Regions from separate parts of the Ovis canadensis genome. Here region 1 is linked to region 2. The links are chromatin contacts, called in public Hi-C maps. All regions are on one chromosome and are shown on one strand. The core of a region is the stretch at or near the end of the contact, and the rest is flanking DNA. Distances in the headings are between cores, read along the strand shown.

Region 1 (6,562 bases), core at 2,773-5,272, 59 kb before region 2:
AAAATACCTGTCATTTTTCCCTGCCATGTTCACCCCACGGCCCTGCCTCCCCCACCCAACCCAGGCCTCTCTCAACCCGGCCCTCCTCTGTAACAGGAAGTACAGCTCAAAGCCCTTGGGTGCATCATCTTCACCTTCAGGCCCACACCAGCAGCACTTCAGCCCCGCAGACTCCAGCCCTGCCAAGAGCCCTACATTCCCTAGGGGCCAGCTGGGAGCATGTGCCCCTCTCCGAGTCCGTCCTCCTCCTTTAGGGGCTAACCCCTTCTTGTCCTTGAAGACCAAGCTTACCTCCACGAAGCCCCCCATGATCCCAGCCCAGTCCCTCAGCTCAAAGCCCCACGCCTGGGCTCCTGGGACCTCTGTGCTTTTCGCTTCTCTACCTCATGTGTCTATTGTGCTAGACCGCAATCTGGCTTCCTGCAGTAAAACCTCTGTGGTTAGACAGGTGGTCTCTCTTCTACCAGTCTCTCCCTCTAGACTGTGAGTGCCAAGGGGGCAGGATGACACCCTTAACCTTGGACCTCAGTCAGAAGTTATCGCATAGGAAGTGCTCATCAGTCGTGACACGGGTGATCTGTGGACCAGCGACGGCAGGGTTTGGCAAACTTTGTAAAGGGCTGGATAGGAAATATTTCAGCCTTTGCAAGTCCTGTGGTCTCTGTTATGAGAAAGCAGCCACAGTCAACAGTAAATAACACTGTATTTGCAAAATCAGGTTGGATTTAGTCTGTGGACTGCAGTTTGCTAGCTCCTGAACTATATGGATGAACTCCCCCAGTGCTTGGGGACAACTTCCCCCCAACTTTCATGCCCAGTGAGAGCTGTGCCTGCTTGCTGTTCTGACCAGCCTCCCTTCTCAGCCTGCCCCAAAGGCCCTTCCCCCATCCTCTTCTCTCCCCTTCCCACCCCATTCCACTCTCTGCTACTCATTATCCCCTTCGGGTTCCTAGCTACCTGTGACTCAGAGTTCAGCTTTCTTCCCCTGGGGCTCCTCCTGCCCAGCCACATGGACTCCCCATCATTCCCAGCTTGACACATGATTGCCCTTTGGACAAAGGAATGACAAGCAGATATTTACCATGCATAGCATTTCTTTGGCTGATCAGAAGCACTTTCCTTCGCAAAGCAGTTTACCTGTGGTTTTCCACTCTTGTCAGCCCCTGCCTCTCTTACCTTTAGCTGGGTTCCCTGAGGACTTTCCCCTAAAGGCTCAGCTCTCCTGGCCCCTGCCCTGGCAGATGTGCTGTGTGTCAATCAGCAGCGTTGGTCCCCAGGAAGACGAGCATATGGAGAGGGTTATTCTCCTCCCTGGAAAGCTAAGGAGGGGCAGGTATAGAAAAAGCGTGAGAGATTTTGTTTTCTGATAGTGCAGGAGGCAAGGAGAAGATGACATCCAAGGCATCCGCGCTTGCCCAGCCCCTTGGCCTCGGCTGCACTCCTGGTTAGGCAGGTGGCAGAAGGGTTTATGGGAGAGACTTGGAGCCTCTAAGACCCAGCACAGCTGCTCTGGGGCCCATGTGTCTGAGCTGAGCAGCACCCTGGCACCCAAGGGCTTGAGGTTTGGGGAGCACTGGAAGAAAGCACCCTGGTATTTTTCCCAGAGTACCAAGTCGCTTTGGAGTGGTCTTGTGGGCAAATAGTTCAGATGGGGGACTGGAGTGGCAGAGGAGGGCCAGCAGGAGTGCTGCGGGAACCACTGCTTGGGGACAGGTTTGCACTTATTCCTGGGCTTTCCCTTTGGGGGATCCAGAGATCCCTGGTGCCCCCAGTAAAAGCGGGGTCCCTGACCAAGGAGGAAGAAAAGAGTGGATGTCAGGGATGGGCAACCAATGATCTCACCGCACTGGGATGCTTCCTTACAAGGACAGAAAAGAAGGGGACATCTGAGAAGTCATGTTTGTTCTACAACTGGCCCCGAGGGTGAGGAGCAGGACAGGGGATGGAGAGGGTGAAGGCAGCTATGGAAACTGGACCAATGGAAGGAGGGAAGATGTGGACATCAGCCAGGTGTGGAGAGGCAGAGGCACCCCAGTTATAAAGATGGGGAAGCAAAGGCCCAGAGAGAGGCCACGACCTGCCCACAGTCACACAGCGATGTCTCCCATCTCCTGGGCATTTCTCCAGGTTAGAGCCATCAAGTCCACCACAGACCTGGTGGGTCTCCACAGTGTCCTGCTTGATGAGGTGGACAGGCAGTGTGTCTCTGGGCCTGGGTGTCCACCAGGGATCTCCAGACCCCCCCACTCAGAGCAACCTGGAATCTGCCTTCCTTCTTCTAAGCAGAAAGAGGCCAAGTTTTCTCATAGGAATGGAGAGGGAGGAGCCAACAACACATCCTGGCACAAAGCAGCCAGCTCGATATGTTTAGAAGTAGAAGGAGAAACAGGCAGACAGACAGAATTCCTCCCAGTCCTTGGCCTGGCCTCTCTGCTGGCTGACTATCCTGCCTGGGTGAGGGGACAAGAGCCCTCGCATCCTCTTAGGCTTTCTCTGTCTTGAAAATAAGAGGTCAGACCATAGGAGCAAAGGTGAGGGAGAAATCTCTTTCCTTGGAGATTTTAAAAAATACCACTGCCTAAGCGTGCTGGAAAAGAGAAGGGTTGTGACCTGGAGGCAGGAGGAGGGTCAAGGTCACCCTTGGATGAGTCTTAATGGTCTCAATCCAGGCCTGGGAGATTTGGAGAAGGGTGATGCCCGGGCCCTGACCGCCCGCTGCAGTAAGCGAATCGCCACCAGGTGGCAGGCCTGCCTGTTTCTAACAGATGCGGACTTGCTGCTGGGAACTCAAATTGGTTGCCGTATTTGTTTACTCATCCGTCATTTATTCATTCATGGTTTTATTCCCCAAGCACTTTGGACTCCTCATATATGCCAGCGGGCATTGTGCTAGGTGTAAGGAGGAAACAAAAGTGGCCGAGACAAGGGCTGTGTTCTAGGCACCTCGCACAGCTCCTCCCTGCTTAGCAGCCAGTCCCACACGCAGAGGGTCCATGGGGCAGCCACGTATCTGTGGGTCATGTCAGCTGCCTAGGTTGGTTCTTACTGCAGCCACGTGGGATGGTGCCCCTTGCCTATGTTCTGCAGAGGGAGCCAATGGGCCCTGGGCCCTGAGTGAGGTTTGGATGGCCTCCCATCCCAGTGTCAGATCACCCACAGCAGGTCTCAGGTGTAGCCACACAGTGGTCCCTGGGGCTGAGGTTTTCTCCATCTCTGTTCCTCTAGCCAGGAACAACCTCAAACCACCAGCCTCTCCCCCCGCCCTTCCTCTCTTCAACCGCTCTGTTCTGGCAGCTTTCCTTAGAAATGTCCATCCAGAGAGCAGAGAGTGGGCCCCTGGAGCAGACCCAGGTCCTGGATGCCCTGGAGTCACGTCTGCCTTCCTCAACCCCAGCCCTGCTCCGGGCACCCAGGGCCAGTGTTCACCTCCAGAGCACTGGTCTCCCATGTGCTTGAAGCATCGTGTCTTGACTCCTCACTCCATCTCCACCTGAGATACAGTCTCAGAAGGCCAGGGATCTCAACTTGCTCCCCATAGATGCCCCAGGACCTTGCACGGTGTCTGACAACAGATGTGGGCTGAATCACTCAGTGGAGGTGAGGGAATGCAGCTGTGCGAAAGCTTCGAGGTCTTCGAGGTCTCCCCATGGATCCACAGGAAGGCAAGGTGGACAAGGGTAAGCTTGGATGCTAAGAACACACCTGAGACTTTCCAAGTAGCTGCCTTGAATTGAATTAGAGGACCCCCTGGACCAACCTCAGTGAGGACCACCGGAGCCCCAGTCTGCTCCTTATGCACCCGAACTCCAGACCCAGCAGAGTTGGGGTAGCATCCCCTGGGGTCACTCTTTCAACAGGGGCCCCAGATGGCTTCCTCGGCCAGCAGCCACAGAACCCTGTCGTCTGGAAGAACGCCAGCGGCTGTTCTGCCTTGCTTCCTTCTCTCTCTCTTCCTGCCCCAGCTTCCCTGGCAACTGGGAACCCCCTTGCTCAACCCAGCCCTCTGCCTTCTGACTCATGGTGCAGCTCAGCTAGAAAGCATCTGGCCATGCCCAAGGCCCTGGCATCTGGTGCGTTGCCCTACGTGAGGAACACCCCTCCCTCACATCCTTCATGTGCTTCCTCCATTAGAATTATGTCCACTGAAAACTTCCCCACTCCCTAGAAACCCTCTCTGATAAGTGGGGATGGGGCAAAGCACCCCAGCCCCAGCACTCAGCGTCAGGTGGAGTGGGAGTCCCAATCTTATCAGCTCATCACATTCCGAACATTCCCCGTGGGCAGGGGAGGAGGGAAGCCAGGAAGAGAGTGACGCTCTACCGCGCCGGCCCGTGTCTCTGTTTGCCCCAGTTTCTCCCCCACCCCCACCCTAGCCCAAGCCCCAGGTCCCCTCCGTGTGCCTCACAAGCCCTCCTTGGACCCCATGTCTGATTCCTCATCCTTTTCTAGTCTCTTCTGAGAGTTCCCCGAAAGCACCCTTCCATGTACCGGACCAGGAGTGAAGGCCTGCTCCTCCACCCGCCTCCCACATGCACCAGCCTTGGGCCCCCTTCCTCTCTTGCTGGAGGAGGGGCTGACTGCCCGCATTTTTCACACAGCATCTGTGGCTATTCGGAAAAAGTTGTCCTTTTCCTAAACACTTAAACACACACCCCTCTGCCCTCTGGCCACCTCCTAACTCCTACCCAGAGAGCAGTGACTGAAGGGGGAGCTGAGAGCCAGGAACCTCTAGTTCTAATTCTGGCTCCTGCCACTAACTTACTGACATGAGGCTGGTCACCACCCTGCTCTGAGCCTCAGTTTCCCTGAGGAATGACAGGGATGGACTGGTGGTCTCAGGTTGTTGAGTCTAAGGGGAACACTTGGTGATCCCTTAGACAAAAGTTTTGGTGGAGGACATGGGAGGGAGTCATCAGGGAGGTGCTCCCTCTTTGGAGACAACTCCATTTTAGTTTTCTGGAGAGGAGCAGGCCATTCCTAGGGGTGCCCCTTCCCGAAGTGTTCCCCACCCCAGGTCCTCTTCCCTTATCTGAAAAATGTTTCCAACAAAAAAGTACCATGAAGAGTATCACCAAGCACACGCTCACACACACACACACACACACACACGCACGCACACACAGCCAATATCAAGCTTCATGGTGAATTACTGAAAACTTTTCTACTGAGGTCAGGAACCAGACAAGGTTCTCACTCACTATCACCACTCTGACCAGACCTACACTTGGAAGTCCCAGACAGGGCAATGAAGCAAAACATAAAAGCTATAAGAACTGAAAAGGAAAAATAAAACTATTAACATTTTGAGGGGAAGAGTGAATTATATATCTTATTTTTTTTCACAGTATGAAAGATTCTTTAAATTCTGTAGTGCTTCACAATTTTCAAAAGTTTCACACACATGATTTCATATAATCCCATAGTAATTTTCCCCCCATCCCTATATTGCTTCTTCCCACATTTTCCCTCTCTGCATTGGTAATCACTAGTGTGTTCTCTATTTCTGCGAGTTTGCTTCCGATTTTGTTTTATTCATTAGCTTGTGGTCCTTTTTAGACTTCACATATAAATAATACCATGCAGTATTTGTCTTTGTCTGATTTATTTCATTTAGCATAATGCCCTCCAAGTCCAACCTTTGCTACAAACAGCAAAATTTCATTCCTTTTTTATGACAGAGTAGTATTCCATTGTGTGTGCGTCTGTATACCACATCTTCTTTATCCATTCATCCATTGATGAACATTTAGGTTGCTTTCATACCTTGGCAATTGTAAATAATGCTTCTACAAATGTTGGAAAAACTGGTGGTGCTAAGTGGGAAACAGCCCACTTGCCAATGCAGGACACATAAGAAACGCAGTTTTGATCTCTGGGTCGGGAAGATCCCCTGGAAGGGGAGGAGGATTTTCCTTCTCCAGGAAATCTTCCTGACCCAGGGATGGAACCCAGGTCTCTTATATCTCCTGCCTTGCAGATAGATTCTTGACCCACTGAGCCATGAGGGAAGCCCAGCCCCTGTGGCCTAAAGATTTCCCATCTGAGTGTATATCCAACAGGAAAGCACACACGATGCCCCAAAAGACAGGTGTGAGAGTATTCACCGCTGCACTGTTGTTAGCAGCCGCAAATTTTAAAAGCTGGATGCCCATCAGCAGAAGAAGAGACAAACAAAAGGTGATGTGTTCACATGATGGTGTATTTACTTTACAGCAAAGCAAAGGAACAAACTACAGCTATAAGAAACAACGCGGGGGATCTCACAAGCTTGATGTGGAACAACAAAAAGAGCCAGACACAGAAGAACACGCACTTTGGTGCTGTTGATCAGTTCAGTTCAGTTGCTCAGTCATGTCTGACTCTTTGCGACCCCATGAACCGCAGCACGCCAGGCCTCCCTGTCCATCACCAGCTCCCGGAGTTTACCCAAACTCATGTCCATCGAGTCGGTGATGCCATCCAACCATCTCATCCTCTTTTTGTCCCTTTCTCCTGCCCTCAATCTTTCCCAGCATCAAGGTCTTTTCCAACGAGTCAACTCTTCGCATCAGGTGGCCAAAGT
Region 2 (6,709 bases), core at 1,210-3,709:
GTGGCAGCTGTCTGCCCTCTACCCTCTCTATGAGAGCCCACTGCCTCACTTTCAATGCTGGGATTTGTCACTGATTGACAGTGAAATGGTCTAGTTCCTCCAAGAAAACCCCAGCCCCTACCCACAACCAGTGACCAGAGACCTCAGTTCTCCAAATCTGGGTTATTCTCTACGTCAGAAAAAACACACATGTAGGTCGTCAAAGCCTAGCTCAAGTTGATCAGAGTTCAGTCCAGCCCGGTCCAGTCCTTTGCTGCCACTGAAGAATGAAGTGGGATCTATATATCGCTTTGACCCAGGCCCAGCCCCCATCTCCTGTGAGCACTTGTTTGGATGAAAACATACCATCTGTCTCACACACACTTGTGAAAGTAAGTAGACATTTTCAGGACTGTTTCAGCTACACTTTCATGAAAGAAACATACTGGCAGAGATCCAGCAATGCCCACTTTATAGAAAAGAACCCTGTATTATGCCAAGTTTATTGAGTTCCTTGGAGCTGCAGTACCTCCAAACACTTTAAAAGAAGTGTCTTGGCTCTTGTATCAGTTAAAAAAAAAAAAAAACCCATCAGATGATTCTCCCTCTCCTGGGCACAGGGCTGGATTGCACTTCCTAGGTCCTCCTGGTTGGATGATGCCATTCTGGCCAATGAGTTGTCAGCCGGAGGGAAGGGGATCAGTTTTGGGCTGAGACAGTTAATTACTGGGTGAGACTCTCCCAGTTCTGCTTCTCCCAGCTCCGATGCTGTGGAAGCCTGTGTTGAGATAAAGTTTCTGTCAGTCTGAGTCCCTGAGAACGCCCCACCAACCCAAGTTGAACATATAGTGGAAAATTTGGGGATTTGTGCCTTTTGTTACCTGCACTCCATTCAGCTAGCAATTAGGTCATTGACGATTTTGGTGAGTGCAGAAGAATGGGTAGGTGAAAGTGAGAAGAAAGAATGATCCATGGGTAGGAGACCGCATTTGCAACAGTGGGGAGATTGAAGTCTGGTTCAAGGCACTAGATAAGTATGGGTGGGACTTGAGCAGGGGAGTGCGGAAGAGATGAGGCTAGAGAGTTAAAGTAGATCATGTGAGAACTGGAAAGGCTCCGGTAAGAAGTGAAAGCCAAGGCTGTGAGCAAGGGAAGTAACACCTTCAGATTTGCAGTGGAAGATGGTACCTGAACCTGTTTGCTCAACTGTAAAATGGTGGTAACAGCAGCACGGTAGAGCTATCTGGAGAATTCAATGACATGATGCATGCAAAGAGTGCCTGGCATATGGAATATTATTCATTCAGCTAAGAGAGTCCCTTCCATTGTGAAGCCTTGCACACAGCTCTGCACTGGTTACAACTGCATCTGTTGTTAACTATTTAATTATTTACTTATGCAGCTCTCTCAACTGAGAAATGAAATAATCAAGCCAAAAGACCATGTCCCAATCCTGTCTGTGTGTCCCAATCCAGTCTGTGTTTCCCATTCCCAGCATATAAACCTAGCAACTATTTGGCACTTGGTGAGTGTGGGCCAAGGATTGAAGCGGAAAAACACCTCATAGGGGCAAGTGGGTGGGATACCGGGACAGGACATATCCGGCGTTGGACCACAAGAGGACGAGCTTTGTTCCCACGAGAGATCCGGACTGCTGTGAAGTGCCGGCTCTTGGCCTCCAGCACAGATCATCTTCCAGGACCTTTCTCTAAGAAAGCCAAGTGCGAAAAAGGTTGCTTTCTCGGGTCAAATGCTGCTGCTAAGTCGCTTCAGTCGTGTCCGACTCTGTGCGACCCCATAGACGGCAGCCCACCAGGCTCCCCCGTCCCTGGGATTCTCCAGGCAAGAGCACTGGAATGGGTTGCCATTTCCTTCTCCAGTGCGTGAAAGTGAAAAGTGAAAGTGAAGTCGCTCAGTCGTGCCCGAATCTTAGCGACCCCATGGACTGCAGCCTACCAGGCTCTTCCATCCATGGGATTTTCCAGGCAAGAATACTGGAGTGGGTTGCCATTACCTTATCCAAGAGTAGAGAATAATAAAGGTGATTTTAAAAGTTCATTGTAGCCGCCGCTAGGCGTTAATGAGGGGGTTGACTCGGTGTTTTTTAACTGGAAAAGCAAAATGCTGCCTTGTCCTGAGCTGCTTGGATCTTTGTGGAAGTAGCTGTGTTACACGTCTATGTGAGGGATTAGCATGGGCTCGCATCCCGGTTCATCCACAGTCCGAGTCACAGTCGTCCAGACTGGGAACCCACCAGACGCCCTGAGGGAGAGCAGGTGGGTGGAAATCGGGACAGGTGAATCGGGCCCTCGCGGGCGGAAGAGGATGCGTTGAAAGCTCTCGAACAACCTCCGGGCAGGCAAGTGAAGGAGATTCGGGGAGGGAACGGCGAAACGGAGTGTAAGAGGAAAGGGAATAACGGGCCTTTCGGGAGGGAGGGGTTAATCCGGGCTAGGCCGGGAGGAAGAACTCGCGTAGTGACGCCGGGGAGGCGGGCTCTCGGCGCTGCCTCTTGAAAACAGCAGGCCGCTCGGGGCAAACACTGGGTTAAGGGGGCGGGCCCAGGGGGGAGCCACGTGCCGGGGGGAGAGGCTATTGGCTCTCCTGGAGTTGTTTGTGAGACGCCATTAGCGACGTCGGGGCGCCGCAACAAGCCAATTGGCCGGGACTCGGAGCCCAGTCGGGGTCGCGGTGGGGAGGAGGCGGCCGCCGCGGCACCGGGCTGGGCTGGGCTGAGCCGAGCGCCAGCGCTGCCCGCGCAGGGTCCAGAACCCGAGCCCGAGAAGTGGTCGCCACCGCCATGCGCTGGGTCCGCGCGCTGCTGAAGAATGCGTCCCTGGCAGGGGCCCCCAAATACATCGAGCACTTCAGCAAGTTCTCCCCATCCCCGCTGTCCATGAAGCAGTTTCTGGACTTCGGTACGAGTGAGCAGGAGGCGGCTGGCCCCGGGGGTCTGCGAGGGGCGGGAGTGGGGAGGTTGAGTGACAGGGAAGGTTTGCTTGCAAACCTTGGAGTCCAGACAGGAAAGAGTTAACGGGGAGGCAGGGGCCAGTTGGGTTTGAAAGGGTTAAGGGCACCCCGGCTGAAGAGACTGGACTGTTAGGGGGAAGTGGGGGCACTGAGAAGGAGGGGGTCCACGGTATCTTACTGGGTTTTGCGAGGAGTCTTGGGAGAGGAAGGGGCAGTGAGTCAGTGCCGTTGGAGCAGGAGGGTGTATCCAGGCACTGAAGGGTTACTAGGGATTGTCCTGGCGACTCCAAGAGTAAAGGTCAGAGAGGAAAATGGGGGGTGTTGTAGGAGTGACTGGGGGCATTGCGAGCCTTCGGGAAGGAGACCTGCCCTGGGGGTCTGTTAGCGGGAGGGACTCTTTCAAATGAGTCAACAGGAGAGAGGCCCTGACTGGTACACCTCCCCCCACTGAAAGAGCTGGCCCCCAGCTGTCTTGGAGGACAAGGACGCTTGAAGATCAAATCTGCTGTGGCCTGGCCGTCTGTCTCCAGCTGGGTAGGGGTCCAGGGCACCATGAAATGGAGTCAGACAGCTTGTACCCATCCTTGGCTGCCCCTGGGTTCCTGGGCCAGGGTCACCTACCACCAGTGATCGGGGAGTGGGAAGGCTGTGCCAACATGGTGACTGAAACAGGCATTGTTTAGACAGTTTCTGTTCGCACGGAATTTCTATGGTGCCAGCTAGGGACTAGAAGGGGTTGCCCAGGTCTCAAGAGTTGAGGAGACAGTGCCTGGCTCAGGTTACAGCTGCGTCACTGATGGGAGGGGGCGGGGAGGTGGCAGCCAGGACACAGGGCATCTGTTGCCCGGTTACTTGTTCACCTGCTTCCCTCCGTATTTGAGCTCCCGCCATGTGGGAAAGCTGCCTGAGCCCACTCCCAGCCTCCAGCAGTTGTCTAGTCCAGACTGGACCCCAGTTAACAGAACTGTCACAGCAGGGAGGGACTCACAGTAGAGTGGTCCACTTGGAGTTCAGTGGGTAAAGCAGATCTTCAGAGGGATAGTGACATGCCCTGGGTGACAGAGTTAAAAGCAGAACCTGGACTTAGAACCCAGGTCTCCTGACTCTAGGCCATGACCTCATTCAGTCCTCTACTCACTCTTCATCTTCAAGCCAGACCAAGAGTCTAAGTATCTGGGCCCTAGTTCCCCTGTCTACCTCTCAGGTGGGTGGGCATTAATGTAGGGGCAAGTCTACTGTGGACATAAAGACCACCTGGGCCAAGATGATGCCAGGACCCTATGGCTGCAGTGGTCTGAGCATAGCTTCTCTCAGCCAGGGGAGCTCATCTCAAGGTAGGATGGGTTTCCCAGGCTCCTCTGCCCACAAGCCCTGCAAAGTGAGAGTCTACTAGGAGGGAAAGAAAGAGAAGAAGTGAGATAACTTGGGCTAGAGGCAGCACCCAGGGGGCCCAGGGTGGCCCTGTCCCCTGTGGTTGAAGGCAAGCAGGGTTCAGCTGGAGGTGGCGAAAGGACACCACCTCCCTAAGGGTTAGGCTGGGTGGTGTGGTGGCCACTGCATGGGTCAGGAGGGGCCCCTTGTCCTGTGCCTCCTTGTCTTCTTGTCTCTTCTGAACCTTCAGGAAATGAAGTATTTAGTGACCTGACCCCTTCCCCACCACTAGGAGGTCTTCTGGCTCCAGTGCTTTGTAACTCTTAGGCTCACCTTTCCCTCTCCCTGCAGGGTCCAGCAATGCCTGTGAGAAAACCTCATTCACTTTCCTCAGGCAGGAGCTGCCTGTGCGCCTGGCCAACATCATGAAGGAGATCAACCTGCTTCCTGACCGGGTGCTGAGCACACCCTCGGTGCAGCTGGTACAGAGCTGGTGAGACCCTTGGCTAGATCCCCATGCCGCCCACTCCATTGTCAGATGCCCGATGCTCCCAGCAGCCTTGCAGGAGGTGGGGAAAGAGGAGAGGCACAGGGGCTTTGAGAGGTAGGGCAGTTCTCACAGTCAAGTGGGAATCCTAGGCCATAGCAGGGACTCAGATCAAACTTCCAGCCTCCATGTCTCTGAGACAGCCCTATACCCACCACCCTCCATTCTCTGGAAAAGGAAATCATCATTTTCACACCAAAACCCAAATCAGGCTCATGTCAGCATTTGCCACCAGCCCTGACCCTGAAAATCTAGCACCTGTTGGATAACATCTAGCTGGGGCAACTTTGTGGGAAACAGGAAGAAGTGAATCTTCAAGCTGTGTAATGCAAACAAATCAGCCTGTTTTGGATGTTGGAAAACACTCAAATGGACACAAGGATGGCACAGTACCAACCCCAAAGAGCTTTAGACGGGCAAAGACCAAAAGTTTATTGCACAGAGCAGCAGTAGCAGAGAGAAATTCTCAGTAAAGTTTACTCAAAAACTTTGTCCAGGGATAAGTATTAAAAACTGAATGACATTAACCAAAAGCCAATCACATGAAGAATAAACAAAAATTTGCTCTGTAACTGGGTGTGTGAGTAGCTAATCATGGTTAATCTTCACTGGCATGTGTGCAGAAATCTTTTGCCTGTTTTTCTGGCTGTGGCAGGTCTGGTACTACTGTGGCTTCCTTTTTGATTCGGGGTATCCACACCTACTTGGAGCTCAGTGCTGTGTTTAGGTCAGGGAAACAGCAGCAGCAGCTGCTCCTCAGGAGCCCATAATCTCATGGGGAGAATAAAAGGGGCAAGCTTAAGAGCTCCATAGTGGCAGGAGCAGTAAGCTACTGAAGAGTTTGTTTTATTTCAATTAAAAGCAAAATAATATTATTTTAAAATAATGTTGGTTTCTTCCCCTCGTTGAAGAAGTATGACATGCTTACTTTGACATTTGGAGGACACAAAGAAGTAGATAAAAGAAAATGTCAACCCCTCTCTTCCACCCTCTAACCAAACATCCAGGTTTTGTAAGTGCCCTTTATTGATGCCCTTCCAGCTTTTTTCTGTGCATGAATGTGCTATAAATGACTTATTCTAACTAAATGAGGATAAAGTAAGGAAAGACCAGGCACATGGTCTGCGCACAGTGAATTTCAGTTGAATCAGAACATTGTGGGGAAGTTGAAATGGAGGCAGAGTGGGGGTGACGTGTCACTGGGCCTTATAGGTTGCCTAAGTGAACTTTGACCTAGAAAGGAGGGTAGTGTATTCAGACCAAAGGAACTGCGTGTGCAAAGGTGTGGAGGCAGAAGAGAGCCCGGCTAGGGCATCCGAGCACTCACTTTATGGACAGGGCAGTGTTAGTGCAAGTGATGAAGGTGGATTGGGGGACAGAGGGCGGAGCCTGATTTTTGTGTGGCACAATGAGGTCACCCCTGACTGGGGCCTATCCCTTAGAGGTCCAAGACCTCCAAGCCAACCGGCATTTCCTGCCATGGGGCAGCGTGGAAGGCATGGGGAGGAGACAGAAGGTGCCATCTGTTCTCTCCATCCCTCCTCCGGCTCTGTCCAGCTGAGTGACCGGGCTGCCTTTCCAGCTGGTCCTTAACTCCAGGACAGGGCTTCTCGGGCCCCTCCTTGGACACTTGTTTCCTTGGAGAGTCAGGAGATGTGGGGAGGGAGGGCAGGGAGGTGCTGATTGCCCGTGATGCCCCCAAGGCCCATAGCGCCCCTTCTTTTTAAAAAATATTTATTTATTATGTGCTGGGTTGGGTCTGAGCTGTGGCATGTGGGATCTTCCTTGTGGCATGGGGGATCTTTCATTACGACACATGGATTCTCTACTTGCGGTGCAGGG

Evidence for each region. Hi-C and Micro-C count contacts between places; a contact is called where the count stands out from the background.
Region 1: a Hi-C map of lung shows a contact between it and region 2, with 5 times the contacts expected there. The contact joins the enhancer-like site here to the promoter of PDK2 in region 2. A contact is called at or near these places in 2 of 2 Hi-C or Micro-C datasets (fibroblasts and lung).

The regions. Positions count from the first base shown.
Region 1 is chr11:45,016,826-45,023,387 of ARS-UI_OviCan_v2, reverse strand. No RefSeq gene overlaps it. Among named protein-coding and RNA genes, the nearest start is that of ITGA3, 28 kb to the right of the region's middle. Within about 2 kb of position 4,022, the one cell type or tissue checked has open chromatin away from gene starts, as enhancers often do. A contact at or near this core is called in fibroblasts, where this site is marked.
Region 2 is chr11:44,955,983-44,962,691 of ARS-UI_OviCan_v2, reverse strand. PDK2 (pyruvate dehydrogenase kinase 2) reads left to right here and starts at 2,459. Exons shown (of 11, transcript XM_069543154.1): 1 at 2,459-2,897; 2 at 4,672-4,813. The coding sequence starts at 2,780.